2 separate regions of the Triticum aestivum genome follow, and region 2 is linked to region 1. A link is a contact called in public Hi-C data. All regions are on one chromosome and are shown on one strand. Each heading gives the region's core, a stretch centred on a gene start, on an enhancer-like site or on the middle of the called end of the contact. The rest is flanking DNA. Distances are from core to core; before and after follow the strand shown. Region 1 holds the start of LOC123169404. Region 2 has its middle 39 kb from the start of LOC123169404.

Region 1 (6,473 bases), core at 1,755-4,254:
CGAGCTGCCGTCGTGGGCGGAGGCCGTGGGCCGCGGCGGCCGCCGAGCAGCCTCCATCTTCCCTTCCCGCCGTCGCCGAGCTGGCCATCCTCGACGCCATCGGAGTCCGCCGTCGCCGAGCTGACCGTCCCCACCGCCATCAGAGGCCTCCGGCCCGGGCTGCTCGACCCTCTCGATAAGGCTGCCATTGCGGGTAGAGCCCCTTTCGGCTCCGGCGGTGATCCCCTTTGACGCTGTGCGAGAGGAGTCTCCTCGGCTCCGGCGGCAATCCAACAAGCGACAGCCATGGCGGGGTTGCAGCTGCGCGCGGTGCTGCTCGCGACGGCCAGCGAAATCGCGGCTTCCGTCCTAGAGCTCCATCTCCGCCGTTTCGCCTTACAAAAGCGCGACGCGGAGGTTCCGACATGGCTTCCTTCATCGACAGCTGACAGCCATCCATGGCCCAGTGCCCTCCGTCCGGGGAAGATGTTGGTGCTCGCGTAGGCAGCGTGCTAGAGGATGAGGTGCTGCTCGGACAATATCTGGGGAGGTCGGCGGCTTCCTCTTCCATTTCCCCCAGGATCGAGCCAGCAGGAGCTGCTACTGCTGCTCGTGTGGTATGCTGCTATCCCCTTTTTTGTGATTGCTTCTGTTTTTTCCTCTAGATCATATGCAGTGTTTTTGCTATTTGGTGATTGGATTAAGTTGCTACGAGTACTGAGATCACACATTGTCTTGGCATTTTTTTAGAAATCTTTGTAATAGTTCACACATCATCACGGAAATTTTAGAAATCTTTGTAATAGTGACACGACAAATTTTAATTAAGTTGCCATGGCAATTTTTAGTTTTAGTCGCCGTGGTAAATTTATTGTAAAGAACATGGCAAAATTTTGTTTTAAATATGATGGCAAATTTACATTTCCAGAACATGACAAATTTAACTACGTAGCACGGTAAATATACTTGTATAGCCATGGCATTTTTAAATATATTTCCATGGCAAAAGTACTCCATTTTTGCCATGGCAAAAATTAATCCATTTCTTGCCATGGCAATTTTCGCTCCATTTTTCCCATGCCAAAAATTAATCCATTTCTTTCCATGGCAATTTTCGCTCCATTTTTTCCATGACAAAAATACGTTTATTTTCACATGGCAAATTTTAGGTTAGGTTGCCATGGCAATTTTTTAGTTTAGTCGCCATGGCAAATTTATTATAAAGAGCATGACAATTTTAATTCAAATATTATGGCAAACTTAAATTTATAGAACATGGTAAATTTTACTATGTAGCATCTTAAATATACTTGTGTCACAAATGGCATTTTTTAATTATTTCCATGGCAAAAGTACTACTTTTTTGCCATGGCAAAAATTAAACCATTTTTGCCATGGCAAATTTTACTCAATTTTATACCATGGCAAACTTCTTTAATTAACATGTTCGAAAACATGTAAAGTTGCCATGGCAAAGTTATAATTGTTGAAAACATGGCAAACTTTTCCATGGCAACATACGATGTTCAAAAACATGGCAACCTTTTGTAGATGTTCAAAAATATGACAAATTTGCCATGGCATTTTAAAATGTTCAAAAACATGGCAAAGTTGCCATGGCGAACTTTAATATGTGCAAAAACATGGTAACTTCTTTTAATTAAGTTTGTTCAAAAATATGAGAAACTTCGTTTAATTAACATGTTCACAAATATGCAAACTTGCCATGGCAACTAAAGATGTTCAAAATAACGTGGCAATGTTTTGTAGATGTTTAAAAACAAGGCAAATTTGGCATGACAACTAAAATCAGTATTGTTTATAGATGTGTCTTTTCCCATGGCAACTAAATGCATTTTTTGCTATGGTTCGTTGTGTCTTTCTGCCATGTCCATCCGGAGAATGTTTTGTCATGGACATTACAAATTAGTTTGAAAACACGGCAAGTTTGTTCTTTCAAATTTGTTTTTGCCATGGGGATTATATGTAGAATATCATTACAACTTAAGATGTTTTCTCCATTTTTTCCCGAAAATTTTCTATGTGTCTAGAGAGAGCTTTTTTCACCATATCACTTCATGGCAACTTTTGCGTTTTTTTTGTAAACTTTTTTCTCCAGTTTTTCGTACTGCACATATGCAAATTGCCATGATTTCTTCCTTTTGTCGCCATTTTTTTTTAAACGTAAACTTGAACGTGGCAAAAAAAAATCATAGAATGGCAAAAGTCCATGGCAATTATGACGTGCAAAAGAACGTTGTTTATTAATCGCAGAAAAACTGGGCCTTTTTTTACTAGTCGTAACTTAATATGAGCTTTATTTTTCGTTTTCCTTTCACAGGAAAAAGGCCGGGCCCTGTTGATGGGGGCGTTCGCGCTGGGGCGTTCTCCTCCGGAACGAGTTGTACTCGTTCGATTGATCCCGCTTCCGTCCGGAACGAAAAGTTCGATCTGGCGCGCTCCAGACCGACGGTCGCGCGTTATCGGTGTCCCTATTGTTTGCTCTGGTAGTGCTGTCATCCTTCCGGACATGCAAGACATCTCTGGGCTCTGTTGTACCCTGAGTTACAACTTACAAACTTTGTGCGATGTAACCGTTTGCATTTACTAGTTTGATCAATGCGAGTCTCGGTCAAATATTTACTAGCTTCTGCTTTGTGCTGGTTCAGCGTGTGCTCAGCAGGTTCACCGAACTCTGCATCAGCAAAATGTTCATCTGAAACCCACCTCCGATTAGTTCCAACTGCGGCGCGCGGCCGGCCGGCGCAGTGCTCCGGGGCGTGCCGCCGGCATCTAGCATCGGGCATGATGCCTCCGGAGGACGCGCACGGACGCACCAGCGCCGGTGCTGTCCGTGCTGGGATCGGGGACGCTCCTCAATGATGCCGCGTTAACCGCGCCAAGTAGAAATCGGATTCACCAAAGCCTGTACCGGTATCGAAACGGTTTCCCACCATACCGGTAGCTCCGGAGTAGTACGTTATAATCACCTGCCTTTTCTGGCTAATCACGGCCTCAAGTACTTTTAAACCGCAGCTAGCAGCCCACGGCATCATTTGTTTGGCGCTAAGCCAGACTGATGCAAGATTACAGAGCTTATTAAGCCTAGTGCCTAGGCACTAGGTAGCACTCATGGCGCCCGCCGCGTTCGGGGGAGACGGACGAATCCGCCTCCGCCTCCGCCTCCGGCGCACAGAAGCCTGCTCGCGTACTCTATCTATATATACCAGCCGCTTCACCCGGAGAGCTCCATCCAGCCAGCCAGCCAAGCCAAGCCAAGCGGCTCTGATCGGAGGAGCAGAGGAAGAAGCAAAGCACGCGCACCGCAGGTCTGCAGCCACGATGGCCCGCCGCAAGGTCCCCATGAGGCTCATCGAGAAGGCGCGGGCGCGCGCCGAGACGCACGCCAGGAGGACCAAGGGGCTGCAGAAGAAGGCGTCGGAGCTCGCCACGCTCTGCGCGGTCCCGGTCGCGCTCGTCTGCTCCGCCGGCGCGGGGGCTCCGCCGCTCGTGTGGGAGTCGGAGGAGGGAGTGCTCGAGAGGTACCGGCGCGCCGTCCCGGCGGAGGCCCGCGCGCGGCACACGCACCGGAGCTACATGGAGACTGAGCTGGGCAAGGAGAGGGCCAAGCTCGCCCGGACGCGGCACGGCTGCCCCGGCGCGCTCGCGGACTGGGACGCCGCGCTCAACGACATGACGCTGGACGAGGCGCGGGGGCTGCTCGAGACCATCGACGCGGCGCTGCGGGCCACGGGAGACAGGATGGAGGCGCTGGGCATACCTGCCGACGGCGGCCACGGCCGGCTCGAGGGTTCTTCCCACGACGCCCTCATGCCGCAGCAGCGCGGGCACGGTGTCGGCAACCCCGTGGACATGGACGCCGCCGGCTTCCAGCAGCTGCAGATGGTGCCGTTCCACGCTGGGAACAACGACGGCCTACTCGAGCAATTCTCATTGGACGATCCCTTCCAGACGCAGCCAGGGTGCCGCGGCTTCCAATGCGTCGGCGGCAACTACTCGGGCGGCGGCGACGCGATGCTCTCGCCAGGCCTCGCCAATGCCGACTACAACTACTCGGGTGGCGGCGACGCGATGCTCGCGCTAGACCTCGCCAATGCTGACTACAACTATTCAGCCGGCGGCGACGAGATGCTCACGCTAGGCTTCGCCAATGCTGACTACAACTACTCGGGCGGCAAGGACGAGATGCTCGCGCCGGGCTTCGCCAATGCTGACTACAACAACTCCTCCAGCGGCGGCGAGATGCTCCCGCCTGGCTTTGGCAATGCTGACTACGACTGGACTGATCTCACCATGTGGGTTGCCGACGAGTTGTGCGATGCAGTCATGCCACTTGGGTGTTACCCTGACTTCGCCGACGGTACTCTTCCGCCCGAGTACTCCGCTCAGGTCGTCACCGGCAGGGACTACGTCAATACACCACCATCTGGCGGGTACGGGTACCCAATGGCCATGGGCGTGGGCGACAACTTCACTCATCTCGACAGCAACTACACGGCGCACTGGCAGTTCCAGCGCTTCGACACAAACACTCTGCTACTAGGGGAAATGTAATCGTAGTTTTGGAACTAGAGTATCTTAATTCTCACGCGTTCGAAGTTAGATTTTTGCAGATCTACATAATTTTCTATATTACGTCCATGATTTTGTACGGAAATTTCGAAACATTAACCATCAGTTTTTCTTAATGAAAATTGGGGGAAACCCCTTTTCATAAAAAAAATAGTTATAGAATTTTCACGAAAAGAGCATGAGCTCCTCTTCACAAAGTTTTTTTTTGTTTGGATAAAGCTTCACAGTTCACAAAGTTCATGCTCATAAACTCCACTCAAGAGTAGAAACAGTCGGTGCCCAATACGCATGTACTCCATCTAGACAGGTTTGTAGAAACAACCTTTCATACTTTTGGATCACAGCCAAAAACAGAGCACATAGTCACATACTAGAAGGAAAGCTGAGCGTTGCCGCGGCAGGGAAAAACTAACTAAACGTGCGACCGGCAATTACTTTGCAACCAACGCAGTATATCCCCTTCATTATTTTTGGCGCTGATTCCGGATGCATCAGGATCTCTTATTCTCTTCAACACTACTGCAAGAGTTGTGGTGAAACATGATCATTGGTTTCAATTGAGAAGGAAACATTAAATTTGATATGTATTTGAACTGTGTGTACTTGAAATTTTAAGTTTTGAATTAATATGTTGCAAACATATATGTTCAAATGAAGTTTGTATGAAAGCATTTGGCTCAATGGGTAAAAACAAAAAAAATGACGATAAAATTTTGGGGGATGGGCTATATGAAAGAAAGTTTAATTCCTAAAAAATGAGCAACTAAAGGATGGGGAATAGAACGGTGAATTAAGTTACTGTGGATGGGGTAGAGATGCTCTAAGCCTCACATGCTTATATAACAGATGCAAACTGCTTCCCATCAGGTGAGGCACAATACTTGTTACAGGGCTAAGTGGATCGTGCTGGGCTTGATGTTCTTATTTTGAAAAGCTCATTTTGACGTTTCTGCTATCTACAAGTCTCCTATTTGATTTCCATCTTGGGGAGGTATGTCATACATATACCATAATTCAGAAATCAGGGTTGCAAGTGATCTCTCAAAAAAAAAAAACTGTTGCACGTATTAACTTCTGTCATCAAGGAGGATTTGATCTCAAAGTCATACTATTTCTAGAGGTAAACCATGTTTCTCTTCATGTGAAGAAAGCACCTGGAGAAACAACCAGATTCCGCGCGGTTTCCATTTTCTAGTAACTTCCTCTTAGTCATGAGTATGGCATAGTTGATTGACTGCCATAATGCGGTAATCAAATATTAGGAAAAAATTCCTTCCTCTCCATGGAGCCTCCAACATGATCATCAATATACTAACTCCTTCCCAGTAGAATTATTCCTATAGTGCATCAACAGATTCCATAGCTCCCATCAGATAACTGCATCGGTTGATGTGGATGCACCGGTCTTACTTTTCCAGTCGAAAATACTAATGACAACAGCCTGATGCCATGATCCACATAGCCCTAGATCCAAACTAATGACCTCGACTTGCTCGCGAGGAAGACGCTTCCTCTCCCTTGCCGTGGCGATAGGGACATCTCATGCCTCCACATCGCGGCCCTGCACTACATTGTGCATGACGTGAACAACAAAGGATAACCTAGGATTCAAGAGTTGGATAGCAGCGACATCGGATGCGGTGGTTGGGAAGGCGGAGGCAGCGCATGCATAATCGAGGAAGGTGGAGGTCGATGCCTGTTTGCAAGGTTGGAAAAGGCGGTAGGTGTAAGCGAGGCGGTTGGCCTTCGCCTAGTGTCTAGGCGGTGATTAAGCGCCCTAGGCGCGACCTAGACGGTAATATAGTTTTACTATCAAGGTGTATTCGTGAGTATTATATGTGTGTCAATATTAATTTAGGGCATATAAATAAGTTAACTACCAGCTACCGCCATTGGAATAT
Region 2 (6,112 bases), core at 795-3,294, 38 kb after region 1:
TGCAAAGAAAAGAAATCATCATCTACTAATACTCTACTGAATGAACTATCAATTCACTTCTCTAGTATTTAAAATATACATGTTAGGAATGACCAACAGTACTTCTTCTCTCAAAGCTGTCAAGAAAATACAGCCAAATAGAGAAGTTAGAAGGACTTTGAGCTCTAAACTCCAGGTATCAATCCACTTGACTATCTACCGATCACCGGCCAATTAATTTATGAATCAACGGATTTATCTATAAGGGAGTAATTGTCTGTAAGATAGGACTTGCTTGCATGCATTTCATAGATAATAAATCTGTAAAGAGAAGTTAGGAGGCAGCTTACATATCTGAATATTTACACTTCATATACAGCGACAGTATATCCTCGATTCAGAGGTAGGACAGAAGACCGTCCGGACAGATCTCCATAGCTGCAAAAAGTTTGAATAATCTGCGAACTCCGTCAGACAGTAATATTAAAAATTCCTTGTTTTATTAATATATTCACATCTAGAGGAAGGAGATATGTCAACAGGGGAAGAAAAGCAACCATCAATCGTGCTAAAGTTATCTCTCCAGAGTGGCGTCAGTCCAAAGACACTGTCTGGAGTAAAATTTAGAACACAAACTGATGAATGCTCCCTGAAGTAAAATCTAAAACACATAAAATGGCACAGGAGGTGTGAAGCCCGTCCATCTTGTTTAGATGATCTCCAAAAGAGTACTGTTTTTATCCTCTTGTGGAGATTTAAAATGCAATTACCCTAAAAAGTGAAGTTAACTGATGAATACGTGCTTTAAGCAGATCCAACCTCATTAGTTTTGAAAAATAAAACAATTCCCTTTCATGATAATTTTTTACTTCATATTTGTTCAGACATTGTCAATTCAATTTTTTTGGTACGCAATAGAGCTACAAAAATGGAACTGTTGGTGCATCATACATATATGCATGATATTATAAACCATTGCGAGACATCTTTTGTTATTGAAATGCTCCCTCTTGTGAATTTAATAGCAGTTTAGGATAAAGTAGTGGATCCCTAGCTGATGGTGATAAAACACACCCTATTCCTATTGAGCTGCCTAGAAATAAGCAGCCCCAAACACACAGCATAGACACATAATGTAGGGTACACTTCATAAGTCAAAACCAGTACTATACGCGTGCTAATACCTGAAGTGTCACAACAAATCACATCACATGTCACCAAAAGCAAAAGCTATTCATCCAAGGACCTTTTCTCTTGATCTTGGAAGCGTCTGCCTACCTGCGGAGATATGCATGATGGAGAGTGGAGGTTTCTTTGTAAAAAGTTATAGAGAGAGCAGTGACCCTCACCTAGCTAGCACACACACGGACCAAGTGCACATGCCCACCACACAGCAGCAGCATACTACTGCTCCTGCGCATGCAGATGACGCAACAGCAGGATGCGGGAGCACACACGCGGGCAGCAAGGTACATAACCAAGAGAGGGATGAGCACACAACCTTTGCGCGCTCGCCATCGAGGAGTTCAGCCGAGGGCAGAGAGAACCTCCTCGCATTGCCTTCAGCGCTAACCTACCCGAGGCGACAGTTTCCCTGAGCAAAGACGTGGACCGGAGACTTCAAGGTGCCAACGGCAGGCGCGAGGTCGACACAGCAGCAGTGACCTCGAAGCGGCGGCAGGTTGGGCGGGCCACCGCTGCTCTGTGGTGTCCGCCGCTCCACCAGAGGATGCCTCGGTCTTGTGGCAATGGAGATCCCCATGAGCAGTAGCGGCAACCTCGGTATGGTGGCGATGGCGATTCAGCTCCTCCCCAGTACGCGGCCTAGTGGAGGCTCGCCGCAGCCACGCCCGTGCCCTGATGGCGCACGCCAGTGGCCTGGCCTTGACGAAGGCGGATGATGGCGGCCGAGCGACGAATGGCGACATAGAAACATGCATGTCGAGCGACGATGTGCTGGGAGCAAGCGACGGGAAGAGCAGTTTTTATAGGCTCATACGGTGGCGGAACGGTGGTTGAGCCGTGCACGGATTTGATGGGAGCCTTCCAGAGAGATGGAGAGAAATCGAGAGGAAAGAAAGCCAAAATATCTTAAGAGTGGATAGGGATAAGATGGTGTGATGCCCACGATTTAAGGGCAAATTTGATAAATTTGACCCGTAGACGAAATCAAATCAGAGAATGAACTGCCCGTGAAACTATTTCACGCGGCTGACCTTTTTGTGTGACGCCCGACACAAAGGCGCCACACTACACTGTGCAACGCCTCACAGATAGGCGCTACACGCCTGGCCAGCGTTGCACCCCAGACTGCCTAAAAATTGCTAAGTCATTGTGCAGAGCCTAAGAGCTAGGCGCCGCACTGTATAGTGTGGCGTCTAGCTCTTAGGCGCTGCACTAGTGGTTGCACTACAAAATGAAGCAACCACTAGTGCAACCCCTAGAAGCTAGGCGCTACACTGTATAGTGTGGCGCCTAGCTCTCAGGCGTTGCACACTGACTTAGTAATTTTCGGATCACACGGGTGCGACGCTGGCCAGGCGTGTAGCGTCTATCTGTGAGGCGTTGCACAATGTAGTGTGGCGCCTTCGTGTCGGGTGTCACACAAAAATGTCAGCATTTCACGGACAGATCATTTTGTGATTTGATTTCATCCGTAGATCAAATTTGTCAATTTTGGCGGCCGTCCATCACGTATGCATGCAGATCGTAACAGACAGTCAACGCACGGCATGCACCAGCCAACAAAGAAACAGATCGTGGGTGGCAGGAAACAAATCGAATGTCCTGCATCCACCAAAAACGCTACAGCCACACGTGAAGTATGCATCACGTTAAGAAAATTTTCACCGAAGCCTTAGAGTCACAGCGGAACTGTACACCCCCCCCCCCCCCCACCCCCCATCCCAAATTAATACACGTGCCCGCAAGCCAAACATTCAGATGTTGCTTTCACCCAAGTGGTGAAACCTGGAGGCAAAATCTTTGCCTGCAATAGAGGCTTGGGTATTCACTTCAGCAAAATCTTGTTCCACGTCAAAACGTCGCCCATCATCATCCCCTACCATCGCCGAGACAACGCTGAAGAAAGAGGGGAACTACCATCATACCCAGAACTGAAGGAGCACCATCACATACAAGGATGCTTTCGGGCCGATGAACCGGACCACCGCAAAGTGATGAGAATGAGGCTTTGTGGTACCTCGACCGGGGTCTTTTGTGTGTCCACTTGATCCTAGCACCGTCAACTTCACCCAATGCGGTCGTAGAAGAAGAATGCCATTGCTTCCCGTCATTCATGCACCCCACTACAAGACACCAACACAACCGCCAAAACCAACAATGAAGGAACCGACACTTTGCCTTCTAACACGACTCGTTTGCTCTCGAAATCACAATTCTTTGTCGGAAATGATCTAATTTCTAAATAGTGCACATCTCAACTTTTATGAAACCTTCTCAAATATTTTTGACAGTATCTAGGGATCGTATAATGACACCACGCCAAGTTTCATGTTTTTCAAACTTCATTTGCATTCATTAGAATTAAAAAGCTACTGTGGCGAAGCCACGTACAAGCTGGGTAGTCAATTGACTACCCAGCTTTTTGGTGAAACTAGCTTATAGGTGTAGAAATATTGGAATAAATTTGTGTAAATTCATATATTTGACTACGCAATTTCAAATTGACTACACAAGGCAACATTTCTGGCACCGCCACTAACTTTTTTTCTTGAGAAATGGCACCGCCACTAACTAACCTCCATGTTTGGGTCGAGCCTTTACGCCCTAATGTTTGTAATTCTTTTAATTTTCTTGGATAAGGACTAAACATAGACTTAGAATACAAATAAAATTTTCTAGCCCAATTTTGTGAACTTTTTCATGCACTTTCGATTCAAACTTTTCCATGCTAACCTAGGCTTTTTCCGAATCATTTTTTGATGCAACGCGGAGCCACATATGCCCGCGGACGCGCAGTGCGTCTGAATTCCCGCAAACTAGAACCAAACGCGGGGGAGATTTGTGGCCGTTTGGACTCGTGCCACATACGCACCAGACAACGTGGTCCCACCCAAAACCCTCTTCGCGCATACCACTCTCGAATGTTCATCGTGCATTAATGGTAGTCTGCCACTCTAGAGTGGACACATGCCGGGCAGAGCGACGTGACAAGACGGGGAGGTGGTCCCGCTTCAATGCGGACGCGCCAACCGAGAAGGAGGAGGTCATGCTCTCCTCAAACGACGTGGCACATTAGTAGCCGCCCCTCCTCCTGAAGGCCGCCATGATGGGCAAGTAGTTCTAGTTGCAGTTGTAGGTCATGCTCGAGCGGTCCCTCCGCGATCGTGGTCTAGCGTCTCCGTCACCGCCTTACCGCTCTGTCATGAAGGAAATGAGGAGATGCCCCCTCCCACACGCAACCGCGGTATCCAAATCGGACGCCGCGTCAAGGAGAAGCCACCATCGCCGTCATGCATCACGCAGTGACGCAACAAGGAGAGGGTGCCGACATCACCTCCCTGTCGGCCGACCAGAAGCTAGTGGTGTCTGGTCACCGTGAAGGAGGAGGAAGACTCTCTGGCAATCGTGAATGCACGCGGATGCTTGCTGCATTACCTCGGGCAGGTAGCTGCAACATGTTCTCACGCAACACCTCGACGACGGCCCAGAGGGCGGCGTGGGAGGCGGAGCTATGGGAGTTGCGCAACACGCATAGTAGACCTGTGCTAGTGACGTCCGACGTCGCGTCGGACTAAGTCCTCGCGAACCCCTACCTCACGTTGCCTTGGTCGAGTGACAAGTCTAGGACCACCATAGTGATGTCCATGCAGCGTCGGCGTCGCCTCAACCACCAACTCATCAAGATTGGCGTGGCCGAGTCGCAGCGCGCCAGCGCCTTCGACAGCGGCAAGGGAAGGCGAGAGGCAGGCCCCTACGCTCCCTTCTGCCGCTGGAAGGACCACGATGACGATGGCGATGGTGATGGAGTGGACAACAATGAAGTTCATGCGATGAGGTTAGGCTCCCATACTAGTCGTAGTATATTTATTTAAACTTGTCAACTATCATCCGGTTTTAATGTAATATGTTGAACTTTGCATGAACTAGGTTTGGTTTGCGTGAAATTTGTCCTGTTGGTTCTACTTTCGTATGAAATGTGGGTGGGCATTTCTGGCATGCAGTTGGGTGTTCGGATGCATCCACGGAAGGATAGTCGATCCACTTTGTGGGATGCCATAGGAGATGCCCTTAACGGCTTAAATATAGCAAATGGACCTTGAAAATTTTCAAATTTTCGCGTGGAACATGTGATGGTGTATGTTGAGCGTAGAAAAATTTTCACGGTCAAATAACGAAGGAACCGACATTGTGAATTTAAAACCGGCACGCTTCACTGGAAACCACGATTCTTCGTCGGAGATGATCTGGTTTCCAAACAATGTATACCACAATTTTTGCGAAACATTCTTGAATTTTTTTCCATGGCATCCCAGGATCATATAATGATACCACACCAAGTTTCATGTCTTCAAACTTTGTTTGCATTTTTTGGAATTAAAAAGAATACCATCCTCCATGTTTGGGATCGATACTTGGCACACTAATGTTTGGAATTCTTTAACTTCTATTGGATAAGCCTCAAACATAGACTCAAGAGCATAAACAGGATTTTAGACCCAATTTTGCAAAAATAATTTTGCAATCTCAATTCAAATTTAAAATAGCAATCCTTAAATTCCTAAAAATGCACTTAATGTCATAAATATAGCGAACAAACCCCAATTTTTTTTCTAAAAGTGGACATAAAAATGTGATGGTGTATGTTGAGTGTAAAAAACATGAACGTCAAACGATGAAGAAACCGACAATTTGCCTATAAACCCGACTCGTTTCCTCTCGAACCAATGATTCTTCATCGAAGATGGTCCGATTTGTAAACTGCATATGCCAAAATATTTACCAAACCTTATAAACAAGTTTCCACGACATCTAAGGATCATATAGTGATGCCACACGAAGTTTCAATTTTTTTCAGATTTGTTTGCTCTTTTTGAATTAAAAATCTACTAACCTCCATGTTTGGGGTCGAGTGTTGATACCTTAGTGTTTGGAATTCTTTTACTTTTCT

The links. A called contact is a pair of places that touch in the nucleus more often than the background predicts.
Region 2: a contact with region 1 is called in a Hi-C map of an unstated tissue, with 4 times the contacts expected there. The contact joins the enhancer-like site here to the promoter of LOC123169404 in region 1. A contact is called at or near these places in 2 of 5 Hi-C or Micro-C datasets (leaf and an unstated tissue).

What each region holds. Positions count from the first base shown.
Region 1 is chr7D:505,109,022-505,115,494 of IWGSC CS RefSeq v2.1, forward strand. It overlaps LOC123169404, which reads left to right and starts at 3,005. Exons shown (of 1, transcript XM_044587242.1): 1 at 3,005-4,630. The coding sequence starts at 3,112. The coding sequence ends at 4,554.
Region 2 is chr7D:505,148,112-505,154,223 of IWGSC CS RefSeq v2.1, forward strand. It overlaps the pseudogene LOC123169855. Among protein-coding and RNA genes, the nearest start is that of LOC123169404, 39 kb to the left of the region's middle. Within about 2 kb of position 2,045, at least 1 of the 8 cell types and tissues checked has an H3K27ac peak or open chromatin away from gene starts, as enhancers often do.